Linked DNA regions of Mus musculus: region 2 is linked to region 1. A link is a contact called in public promoter capture Hi-C data. All regions are on one chromosome and are shown on one strand. Each heading gives the region's core, a stretch centred on a gene start, on an enhancer-like site or on the middle of the called end of the contact. The rest is flanking DNA. Distances are from core to core; before and after follow the strand shown.

Region 1 (6,194 bases), core at 3,490-5,989:
ATCTCTCCAGGGTGGGGAAATAATGAAGTCAGCGCTCAGTGCTGGGAGTTCTCAGTTCAGCCTTGGGCACCGCTGTGACCTAGAGCTGGGCACAGTTACTGCAACACTGCCAGCATCCGAGGTGTGGCTGTCCTAGATGCTGTGGGCCAGGGAGGCTAGCAGCATCGTGGACTCCCAACCTATTAGGGACAAGTGGGTATCTTCCCTATTCCAGCTGTTAAGTAAGTATATCCAGACACTGTCAAATGTCCCCTGAGGGTCAGGGAGGGACTGCCCCTGTGTTACAAACCACTGCCCTAACTCTATTAGAAAGATCGGTTTGTGAACCAATTGCTTGAGTGTCACAGGAGGGAAAGTTGTCGAGAAGAGGCTGGGCTGAGGTTTAAATCCCAGGAGGCTAATGGTGGAAGATAGTTTGAGGCTAGCCTGGGATGCAGAGAAACTGCCAACTCAAAGGCAAGAGAAGGGGGGAGTGGGGAGACAGCGGTATATATATATATATATATATATATATATATATATATATCCAGGCTTCATTTCAAAATGTTCTGTAGTAACCAATAGGAAGATCGAGGCAAAATAATAAATGGTCAATCAAGATGTGGGGTGGGGTTCTGCTCACTGTGAATTAATACACACAAACTGATAGTTGTATTAGTAGATATCAAAAAAGATGTAGAACCAGGCAGGGTGGCACGTGGTTCAATTTCCCTTTAAAGTTTCATAAAATATTTTCTCAGATGTTGGTGATTCAGATGATAATTATGACAATCTGTGTGTGGCTGTAGGCATGTCCCATGCATGCATGGGCTGTGTGTGTGTGTGTGTGTGTGTGTGTGTGTGTGTGTGTGTGTGTGTGTGTGAGTCCATGGTGCGTGTGCACTTGTGTGTACTGTGTAAGAACAGTGGTCTGGAACCTGTGAACAGCATCCTGACCTCCTCACAGCAGCTTAGGCGTCCATGAACTTGGATAAACTCGTCTTTCTGGCTTTGGCTTCTCATTGTCCATATCAATGAGAGTGACTGCTAACACAAGTATTGGTCCCACATCCTGCCTTTGACCTTCGGGACATCCCAGCACTGAGGTAAACATGACCAGAGCCCTATCTCTTAACTGCTCACTGTGGACTTTATTCTTCACAGGGGAGGGTAGGTACCAGCCATTGGGACCCAGGTTGTACTCAAAGCGACTTTTCTGAAGCATCCAGAGATAGAGCAAAGCTGGACAGATGTTCTCTTCATCTTCTCTGATTTTCTTGGGTACCGTTTGCTTGTCATGCCTGCACCTGTGGAGATTGCTGTTGTGGTCCGATCGTAAGTTCTGGGACGCACAGAGCTGTGTGAGTGCAGATTCCCTTCACACAGCGCTGAGGTGCTCAGTGGCCTGCAGCCGAGATGCCCAGAGCATGTCAGATTTCCCAAGCAGGACCTCTCTAGACATCTCTCAGCATGTGCTGCTGTCTCTTACGAGGTAGAAACCCTGAACACAAGCTTCCAGAATTAAATTGAACCCTTTAGTTCCTGGTCTCAAAGGATACCCACAGCTGTGATGGGAAGTTCTGCCACACTTTGTTTAAATGTATACTTTATATTATTCATTCATAAATAAAAATGGAATCCCGCTACATGCTGTTTTACAGTGCCGGGTTTCTGGCTGGTTGACTTTATCCGGTTAGAGCCAACTCCTCCCAGAGCTTATGTTCAGATGGCCCTGCCTGGCGAAGTGACACCCAGGAGAGGTTACAGCCCTTTGTAATGGCTCTTTCTCTTCCACTGATTTTACCCAATGGGGAAAGAAGTCTTTTTGTTTATCACAGATAGGTCCAGGCATTTTCCAAGGCCAGAGCTGAGCTGCATCCAGCATCTCTGGGGACTGGCTGCATTGTCCCCGAAATGCTGACAAATCAAGGGTAGTCCATATCTCTTGGGCATATTGTTGATTCTGCAAAAAATCAGGAGAGCAGATATAAAAGAAAAAAAGGCCCGCCCCCAGAGGCCTTGCAGGTGTGGCTGCTGTTTCACGTGTGCATCAGTAGGTGGCAGAGCGGAGGGCAGTTACGTCTACGCTCAAAGTTCTGACCTGTGAACATCTGAATGTTGTGTAGCCTAACATTCCCTAATAAAAGTGAGCCTGAGATGACCACCAGTCCAGCGCCACGGGAGACAGACACCCTCACATGGGGCCTCTTGGGCAGGTGAGGAGCAAGCCTGAGATAACCATCAGACTGGTGCCATGGGTCCCGGCCAGGAAACTAGCCTGAGATGACCATCAGTCTGGCCCCACTTGGACCTTGGGAGTGGAGGCAAGAAGGCCATATTTGAGATGCCTCCTGCCTGGGGCCATAATATGCGAATGAGAGATAGCATTCCTGAGACCACTCCTGAGATAACCCCAGACACCCCAGAGACCCTGGGCACCTCTAAGAGGAGCAAGTGGTGGAGAAATGAAAAAGAAAGAAGGGTGTGGGTACAATGAAGAGAGGCTGAACTGGAGATTTAAGGGTATCGGGGAACAGCCTGATGTGAGTAACCGGTGATGTACCATCTGGGACCATGGTGGGATCCTGGCCTGTGCTGCCACCAGGAACCATGTCTGGGTCCGTGGCCCTGTAGTAACGGGTCTGCTACCACCAATGGCCAGGCCGATGTCCCTGGTCTGACAGGTTGATGTCTGAGGGTTATGCAGAACCGGCCCCACCCCTCACCTGATCATCATGGCAGAGCTGGTCCTCTAAGGGGGATATGGGAGTAGCGGCCCTGACCCTGCCCTTAGCCAGCTGCAGTGCTTGGGAGAGCAGGCCCATACACTGCAGGAGTTGCGGGTGAGCTGGCCCAAGGATGTGAGCGTAGGAGAGCAGACCCTGACACTTATCTTCCTTGTGGTGACATGGATAAGGGACTGATCCCCTCCCCTCTTTGCTCTCAGCACCTGAGGAGAGCTGTCCCTGCCCCTCACCTGCTGCAGCTCTCAGGAGAGCAAGCCCCCACACCTCACCTGGACAGCACAGTGGAGCTGACCCTGATGGCCAGGGCTCAGGTGAACTGGCCCCAAGGGTGTGAGCACGGGGGAGCTGGCCCAGCAATTTTTTCCCCCTTTGGTTTTTCAAGACAGGGTTTCTCTGTATAGCCCTGGCTGTCCTGGAACTCACTTTGTATGTAGACCAGGCTGGCCTCCAACTCAGAAATCCGCCTGCCTCTGCCTCCCAAGTGCTGAGATTAAAGGCGTGTGCCACCAGTGCCCGGCTCCAGCAACTTTTTTGTGGTGTGGCAACTTGGGTGAGGGAGAGATGCCCTCCTCCCTCACCTACCCTCACCCCTTGCCACCTATGGCCCCAGGGTCGTGAAAGTGGGAGAACTGGTCCTGTCCCTCACCAGCTGCAATGCTCAGGAAATTGGGCCCTGCATCTCCCCTGGGTAGCAAGGTAGAGCTGGCCAGGATTGCAGGGGTTGCTGGTGAGTCGGTTCTGAGCAGGAGAGCCAGTGGACTGACTGAGCAGCTCTGCTACTTCTAGGGCCCAGATCCAGGGCTTTGAGTTGGCTCACCCCAACATCTACCGTCATTGATGAACTGCCGGGGTGCACAAAGGGGCCAGTCCTACAGATCCAAACTTCAGGATCTCCATGACACAGGGCAACAGCAGGCTATCTGAGAGGCGTCCCAGTGAGGAATCAGCATTGATAGAGTAATGGAAGTCAGAGAGGCCTCTTATCAGACTGATGAATTCTTGCAATGAACATTTGCAAGCAAAGACGTGTGGACAAGAGGGTACACTGTGTGACACTGGGACACACTACAGCTTCTAAGAAGAGGTTTTTTTCTCTGCTGGGGGTGGGTCGAAAGGGTATAGGCTGGGTATGAGAGAGGAGGGGGACACGAGTGGGACTGGGGTGCATAATGTGAAATTTACAAAGAAACTAATAAAACTTTAAAAAAAAAAATGGTACTGGTGTGATGGCTCAGCAGTTAAGAGGACTTGCTGCTTCCAGAGGACCTGGGTTTGATTCTCAGCACCCACACGGTGACTCACAGCCATCTGTAAGTCGATCGGGTTCCAATACTCTCTTCTACCCTGTATGTACTAGGCATGAACATGGTAAACCCACATACATGTAGACAAAAGACCATACCGATAAAAATAAATCTTTGAAATTTCAAAATAAAAAAAGGTCCAAGGCAGGCTCCAGGGACCAACATCTTTCTGAAGAGGTAGCATGGGGAAAGGCAGATGTATACCTGGGGCAGTGCCTGTCGCCCGTCCGACCCCCATCAGCTAGGGCCTCAGTCACATGGTGGATTTTTAAAAGTTTCGGGAACTTCTGTGTAAGGGTGTCCCTAAAAGTTCCTTAGCAGCCTCTGTTTGGAGCTATGCTGGCTCCTATAGGCTTATGCAGCGCCCTTCCCCCGTGCTGAACACAAACCTTCCGGGTGGGTGTGAATCTGGACGGCCCTTCAGACTAAGCTCCTTGGGCTCCATCCTGGCATCCAAACCTGCCTAGGTTTTTTGCCTGAAGTCTGAGCTTAGCGCTAACCCAAGACAAATAGTGTCAAGGCAGCTCACCCGTCGGTTCGGCTGATTTATTTGACACAAATAAGCTCGCTGACCTGATTTAGCCTTGCGGGGGACCACAGACCAAGTCAGGCATGATCTTAAGGCTCTTGCTATTTGGCTGCAGCCAACGCGGCTCAGTGCTGGTGGCTGACGGCACGCACAGTGGTAGTTGCTGACTTTGCCACTTGGTGGCGCCAGTTGCATAGGTTTTTTTTCTATCCCTGGTGTGAGCCTGGTGTTGACTGCGGATCAGACTTCCCCAGGATGCCGCCAAAACAATGACTATGGGTAGAGAGCTATCTGGTGGCAGCAGCAAATCAGGACTCCTTCCTAGACCTGGCATTTTGGGGGGACCAGGGCCCTCAGAGGAGGAAATAAACCTGCTGGCGATGAGCTACTGTCTCTCGGCGCCCCCCTTCTCAGCCTCGGTCCCGGCCAGGACAAAGCATAGGTAGATCTTCTTAGCCATCCTTCAGTGACAGGGATTAGGAGCACGAAGGGACCATTCCCACTACGCCTTCTCTGAGGTGTTCATCGCTTTGATCTCCTAGGTGGAAGAAGATACCGACTCTCTGTGGTTCTTCTCCGTTCAAGGTCACACACAAACCATCTGCCTGGTGAGAAATCCAGACCAGGTGTCTCCAGGTATCTCCGGAGGGCACCTCGTGAGCATGCCCTGTGCGACATGGTGCTAAATAGGTCGCTTATGATTCAACTGCCACCCACCCTCCTGACCTAGGTAGGTCTTCTCATCTCTGTTTTATGGACACAAATTCAGGGGAGATTTGCACTGGCTTCCTGGCGTTAGCCAGGGGTACCCTCCACTGGGAAGACAGCTCCTGCTATATGGGAAGTGGGGTCCCTAGGAGTAGCAGGTTAGGTGTTTGCCCTGAAATTGGCCTGGGATTGGGACTATTGTTTAAGCAAAAGTTTACACTAAAAAGGTTTTTTTTTTTTTAGAAAAAAAAAAGACATTATTCATTATTTTTAGTTGTGTGTGTGTGTACAAGTGCAGGTTCCCACGGAGGTTAGAGGCCCTGGAGGCCCTGGAGCTAAGTCCCAGACAGTTTTTAGCCACCTGACATAGGCACTAGGAATAGAAACTGGGTCCTCTTCTACTCTTGACCACTGGACCTTCTCTCCAGCCTCCTTTTCTATCCCCTGGTCCTCGACTGTCCTAGAAGGGGAACTTAGCATTTTAGGCCAGCTCTGACAAGTGGCTGCATCTTACAGTCCTGTGGTCCTTGTCATAGGCTGAGTTGTGAGTCCCCAAAGTCCTAAGTTGCAACCTTAGCCCCATATTGTTTTTTAGGAGGGAGGGCCTTTAAGGAAATGATCGATGGGTGGGTGGGTCGATTCAATAAGTAAAGGCTCTTGCTGCCAAGCCTGACAACACGATTGTGACCCCTGGGACCCACATGGTGGAAGGAGAGAAACCACTCCCAATAAGTTATCTTCTGTGTACAGTGGCACACCTATACATAAACACATGCTAGGAAAATCATTGTGATTTTAAAATAGGAAGGAGAAGAAGGAGAAGAAGAAGAAGAAGAAAAAGAAGAAGAAGAAGAAGAAGAAGAAGCTGAATTCAGAGGAAGCACTATGATAAGCCTAGCTCAGTGTCCTTACAGGAAGAGAGAAAGA
Region 2 (5,448 bases), core at 2,395-4,894, 370 kb after region 1:
GTGTTGATATTTAGGCTGACGGTGCCCAGGCAGAGGTGGGTGACGGGCATGTGAGTGCTAGCTCCATGTTATGGGATTCTCTCAGAAACCAACTGCTACATGTTACAGAAGAAGACGCTGGATGAAGTTCACCTTTCCCCTTTATTTTAATCTTATGTGTTCAACTGGTTTCCCTGCATGTCTGTCTGTCTATGTACGATATGTGTGCATACTTGTGGAAGCCAGAGGGAGTCATGGATTCCCTGAGTAACAGCCACCTGTGAGCCTCTCTGTGGCTGCTGGGTGGGTACTTCAGGTCCCAAGAAAGAGCAGCCAGAGCTCTTAACCATTGAGCCATCTCTCCAGCTCAGAGCTTTAAGTTCAGGTTCATGAAAGCTTGTCCTTTCAGCAAATGTGTTCTTAATATGTGGAGAGAAAATGCCAACTGAGGTCTGTGTGCCGCAGAGTGTAGTTATCCAAAGGGAAGTGCTGGCAGCCTCCACGTGATGCTTTTGACAGCTTCTTTTTGGTGGGAAAGTATTTGAACCTGAGCGTAAGTGGTGGGCAGTAGCAGACTTGAGTGTTTGGTGAGCTCTCCACCAGGCCAGAGCGGCCGTGACAAGGAAGACAAGGAAGCAGTACATGTGCTTGAGACGGAGCCTGCTGTTTGGATCCACATGGGAGTTTTGGAGAGACTTGAAAACGAATCTCTTGCTGAGTCGTCAGGTTATCACTTAACACACTCAGTGAGTTGGGTGTAGTTCAGGCCACTATTTGATTACACAGCTGCAAGAGAGAACAACAGCAACAACAAAGACTTTTTCCTCTGTTGAGATCAATGATTGTATGATTAATGTGGTTTTAAAGTTTAGAATAAGAACCATGTTGCCTTGTAACTCGTAGGACTCACAGCTCTCAGATCTGTCTCTTGTGTCTACTATGTTGGGCTCTCTGAATGGCTGGGAAAACTGTCTTTTAATTTCTTTAAAACATGGCCACTGCTGGGCAGTGTTGGTGCACGCCTTTGATCCCAGCACTTGGGAGGCAGAGGAAGGTGGATTTCTGAGTTCGAGGCAACCTGGTCTACAGAGTGAGTTCCAGGACAGCCAGGGCTATGCAGAGAAACCTGTCTTGGAAAACAAACAAACAAACAAACAAACAAAAATAAAACGTGTGCATTGACAGCCTATCTTCTTCGGATGTCTCAGTGCCTCACAGTTGCCCAGTTCCTCTCTTCTAGCACAGTTTCCTGGTTTTACTGCCTGCACTGGAAGTCCTCGTTCTGGTCTTTCTTCTAGTCTGTGCCTTCTTCATGACTCATTTCTTGGAGGTATTTGTTTGTTTCCTCTGAAGACCAGGTCTGATCGCATTTATCTGAGGAGCCACCGCTTTGGCTCATGTTCTTTCAGCAGATACTTAAATGCCACCCCGTATACCTTCTGCTGGTGTTCTTCAGGAGTCTGTCTGTCTGTCTGTCTGTCTGTCCCGTGGTGTCCGCCCCCCCCCCCCCCCACCACCTTGTGTTTGTGGTTAAGGAACTATGCCGAGTCTGGGCTGCTCTCACTTAGTCTCGTCACTGCAGAAGTCTTTGACCCCGGACAGGCTGTATAATAAACAAACATTTCTTTGTTTTGAGCTGTGAGTGCAATATTCTCATCCTGTTTTATGTTACACCACTGACAGAGCATCACAGTAGACGGGACGGTGCTCAGAGACTGGGTAGATACATGTAGCTTATATAGATTATATATAACAGTCATGTTACGTATAAAACTGGATGCAGGATAACATTGGAAAGTATTCAGATTATCTTTATAGCCAGGCAGTTTTGGCACACCCTTAATTCCAGCACCTAGGAGGCCGAGGCAGGTGGATCTCTGTGAGTTTGAGGCCAACCTGATCTATGGAGTGAGTTCCAGGACAGCCAAGGCTACACAGAAAAACCCCATCTCAGAAACAACAACAACAACAACAACAACAGAAAACAAACCAGAACCAAAAACCTTCATAAGCTGGTTCTCAGGTGTGGGGAAGTGCCATTTCTTTGGAGAAGTACTGTTAAATAAACTTGTCAGCTCCTGGACTGTTTTCTAGGGCACAGTCCATCAGCTGCAAGTGTGAGGGGAGCACTGCAGCTGTTAGTGAGCCAGAGGGAAGACCCTGAGGACCAGAAGAGGGGAGCACGGTGAGCAGCGTGCTGTGTGTGTTGGTGCGCCATGCTCTTTGCTGTCCTAGACTTGTGTCCATCTCCAGTCTTACCTCAACACAGGACACGCAGACTCAGTGTCTGCACAAAATAAGTCCTCTTTAGAGATGGTGCATACTTAGAGAGCAAGGTTTTCAAAGTATAAATATTATGGGAAAAGCCTGAGCCTTCGGATCCACGCAGCACCATAGGAAAAAGAAGCCTGCCTTGTTGATGAAGAAAGTAGTATAGGTCCTTAACAGGATACACTAAAAACTCAGTAACTGCTTTCTGCTGTATTTGGGAATCCTTCCCGTGTATAAAACATGACTTCAGTTTCCCTGCTACCTGCTACAGCCCCACCCTGGCAGCGCTCAGTTCTCATAGACAGTTCAGGTGCTGTCCTATCCAGCAACTGGTTGTTCCTTTCAGGAAGTTTCTCTGTTGTCCGAGTTTTCTTTCTGAGCCATTTCTTTACTTTTATAAACTGATTTTTAATCTGTTGTGTGTTTAGAGACTAGTCTAGTTTTAAAGATTGAATTCTAGATAGAGAATGGTATTATTTCTCTGACATAAATCCACTGGGTTCATATATGTAGAATTTTGTCTTCATTCTTGAAGTCATTGGATGTAAAACCTGATCCTGTCAGAGTCCCTCTCTTAGGTTTCCAGTTCATTGGCAAGGAGGGTTGCCCTGAACAGTTCTGGGGATCTTTGTACTGGGTGAGGTGTGTTAGTTTAGCAAGCCCCAGTGTGTACAGCCACCACACACCACACCACACCACACCACACCACACCACACCACACCACACCACACCACACCACACCACACCACACCTCATGGGATGTAGGAATGACTGACAGCAAGCTGGTTTGTTCACTCTGAGTTTTAGGTTATTGGTGAAAAGGAGGCGTGAACATTAGTAAACTCACAGACACAAGCGGAGAAGAGTTGAGAGACTGCGTGGGCTTGTCTGGGAAGTGCTGTTCTGAACTGAGGGTTAGTTAATGTTTTAGTCTGTTGTTGCTTTGGAGATTGAACACAAGGGCCAGAAACATGCTACGCACACTCCAGCCTTGGACCAGGGTTTGAGAAGTAGGAAAGAGTTGAAGTGGATGAAGCGACAGGATTGGTGACAGAAAGGACAGCAGGCTTTGTCGGTGGGTGATGCAGAATGTTTCTTCCAGGACTGAAGGCCAGCGTGGCTCTCAGAAGGGCTGTGCGGGGCTGTGGAGTCAGGAGAGCCCAGTCTGAGGGCAGAGTGTGGGTCAGCATCGGCAGGCTGAGAAACTGGAATGGCCTTCACCGTCAGAACAAAGCTTGTCTCCAGGAAAGTGGAGATTGGAGATGAGGTGACTGGGAATCAGTGTAGTGGTGACAGTGACTCTACAGAGGGGGGAGACATCATGGATGGCTGAGTGCACACAGACAACTCTTAGAGAGCCCTTCCTCAGTCTTGTGAAGGCCTCCCAGTGGGCCCTCTCACAGTGCCTCCCGGACAGGCTGTTGCTGTAGTGCTGGCAGAGTGAAGGCAGGTCCCCCAGGAGTCGCCGCCACTTTCCCGTGCTTGATTGACATTTGTTCACAGACAAAAACTGGCCTTGGAAGTCTAATGTTCCCAACTGGCAGTGGTGTGTGCTTCTCTATGACTGTGTTAATCAGGGACATAGATGGCCCTTATGTTGCTACACTCTGACACAAAAAGTTTCTCAGCAAACACAACTGGAAATATTTATTAGTGCAGAGAAATTCCAGGTCTTTTTTTCTTGCGTGTGTGGCCTAATTTCAGACGCTCTGCCCCAGCCTCTGCTTCCTGCTCTCTCTCTGCTGTAACTAGCACTGTTTTCCCACAGGCGCTTCACGGCTGACAGAGGATTAACTGGTTAGTGCTTCCGCCAGTGGCCGCGTCCTTTGTGTAGCTAGCTGTCTCTCAGTGTGCCTCTGTTGAAGTTACAGCAGACAAGTGCTAGCTTTTGTGGCAGATGTGACCAGGTGTGAGAGACAATGCCTGGAGTCTCTCATGGAGCAGCTGCTCTTGTTTCTGTGGTAGAATTACCTGGACTTCCAAAACCACCGATGGTCACTAGTACACTAGAGATGGACTCATTCCTCATCAAGGTAGGATTCAGCCATTCAGTGCAGTTGTGGGGCATCAGAGGTCACCGCACACCAGAAGCCCTTCTCTTCATACCTTGCTCTTTGAGACAGTTAGCTCTCCTGTATCCACGGTCACCTCCAGCCACTCTTGCTTGAAAGATGGAGTTATCCAGCTCAAGGCTTTGCTCATGGATCATGAATCAGGGCAGCTTCTGTTTTGGTCCAGAATGGGAGGATGCTCCTGTGGGCCGTGTAATACGAGTTTTGTAAGGTGGGAGTGTGTCAGCCCAATGGCAGGAAAGCGCTCACCAGTTGACATAGGGCTGAGGTTGCTTTCTGTGGTAAAGATAAACGAAGAACAGTTCTTTCTGCACTGACTGAGGGAAAAACCTTAAGACCTGCCTCCTTCCTTAAAAATTAATTGCATTATATGGCAGTTAGCTGGAGTGACTTCATTTTGTCCAATGCCCCAAAGGTTAGTTTTCCTTATTGTATGGGACGTTCATTTGAACATTGCCATTTATAGCAGAAGTATAGTATAGATCAGTAGCAGTTTGTGGGTGTTTGGGTCCCCATTTTGTGTGGGTAAGGACAAGGGGACATATAATAAATAAGGAGTAGTTTGGAGGCATGGTTAGAAAAGAGGAACTTGGCTTAGGTTCAGACATGTGTGTGTGTGTGTGTGTGTGTGTGTGTGTGTGTGTGTGTGTGTGTGTGTGCGCGCGCGCGCGCACACTGCTATAGCTTTCGGGGAAGGCTCTGCTGGCCTGTTTTTCTTTTACATTTTGTTTTTAGTTATGTCCATGTGAATGCTGGTGCTTCTCTGAGACTCGAGGCAGTTGTGAGCTCTGGAAGTGGGTGTTAGGAATCCAGCATGGGTTCTGGCATAGAGCAGTGGGTTACAGCCATCTCAACAGCCAATCTGTCTCAACAGCACCCTCCTTGGCTTAAGTTAGCATCGAACTTTTGCTTGTTTGCATCGAGGTGTTGCATCATGGTGGGTTGAACTTATCTCCCCTAGAACTTGGAGGCTTTTTTGTTTTTGTTTTTGTTTTTTCGAGACAGGGTTTCTCTGTGTAGCCCTGGCTGTCCTGGAACTCACTCTGTAGACCAGGCTGGCCTTAGAAATCTGCCTGCCTCTGCCCCCCGTGCTGGGATTAAAGGCCTGTGCCACCACTGCCTGGCT

What was found. Promoter capture Hi-C pulls out the DNA fragments that hold promoters and counts their contacts.
Region 2: a contact with region 1 is called in a promoter capture Hi-C map of the C10 cell line. The contact joins two enhancer-like sites. A contact is called at or near these places in 10 of 39 promoter capture datasets (the C10 cell line, the HPC-7 cell line, cranial neural crest and 7 more), 1 of 15 datasets of contacts at CTCF or cohesin (large pre-B cells), 2 of 484 Hi-C or Micro-C datasets (bone marrow and uterus), 5 of 115 datasets of contacts at active chromatin or transcription factors (the NIH/3T3 cell line, T-cell acute lymphoblastic leukemia, embryonic basal ganglia and 2 more) and 1 of 9 other capture datasets (embryonic stem cells).

What each region holds. Positions count from the first base shown.
Region 1 is chr5:118,264,467-118,270,660 of GRCm38.p6, forward strand. It overlaps Gm25076 (a small nucleolar RNA gene), which reads left to right and starts at 1,983; the gene lies at 1,983-2,114. Within about 2 kb of position 4,740, at least 12 of the 459 cell types and tissues checked have an H3K27ac peak or open chromatin away from gene starts, as enhancers often do.
Region 2 is chr5:118,631,992-118,637,439 of GRCm38.p6, forward strand. All of the region lies in intron 2 of Med13l (mediator complex subunit 13-like), which reads left to right. Among named protein-coding and RNA genes, the nearest start is that of Med13l, 74 kb to the left of the region's middle. Within about 2 kb of position 3,645, at least 75 of the 459 cell types and tissues checked have an H3K27ac peak or open chromatin away from gene starts, as enhancers often do.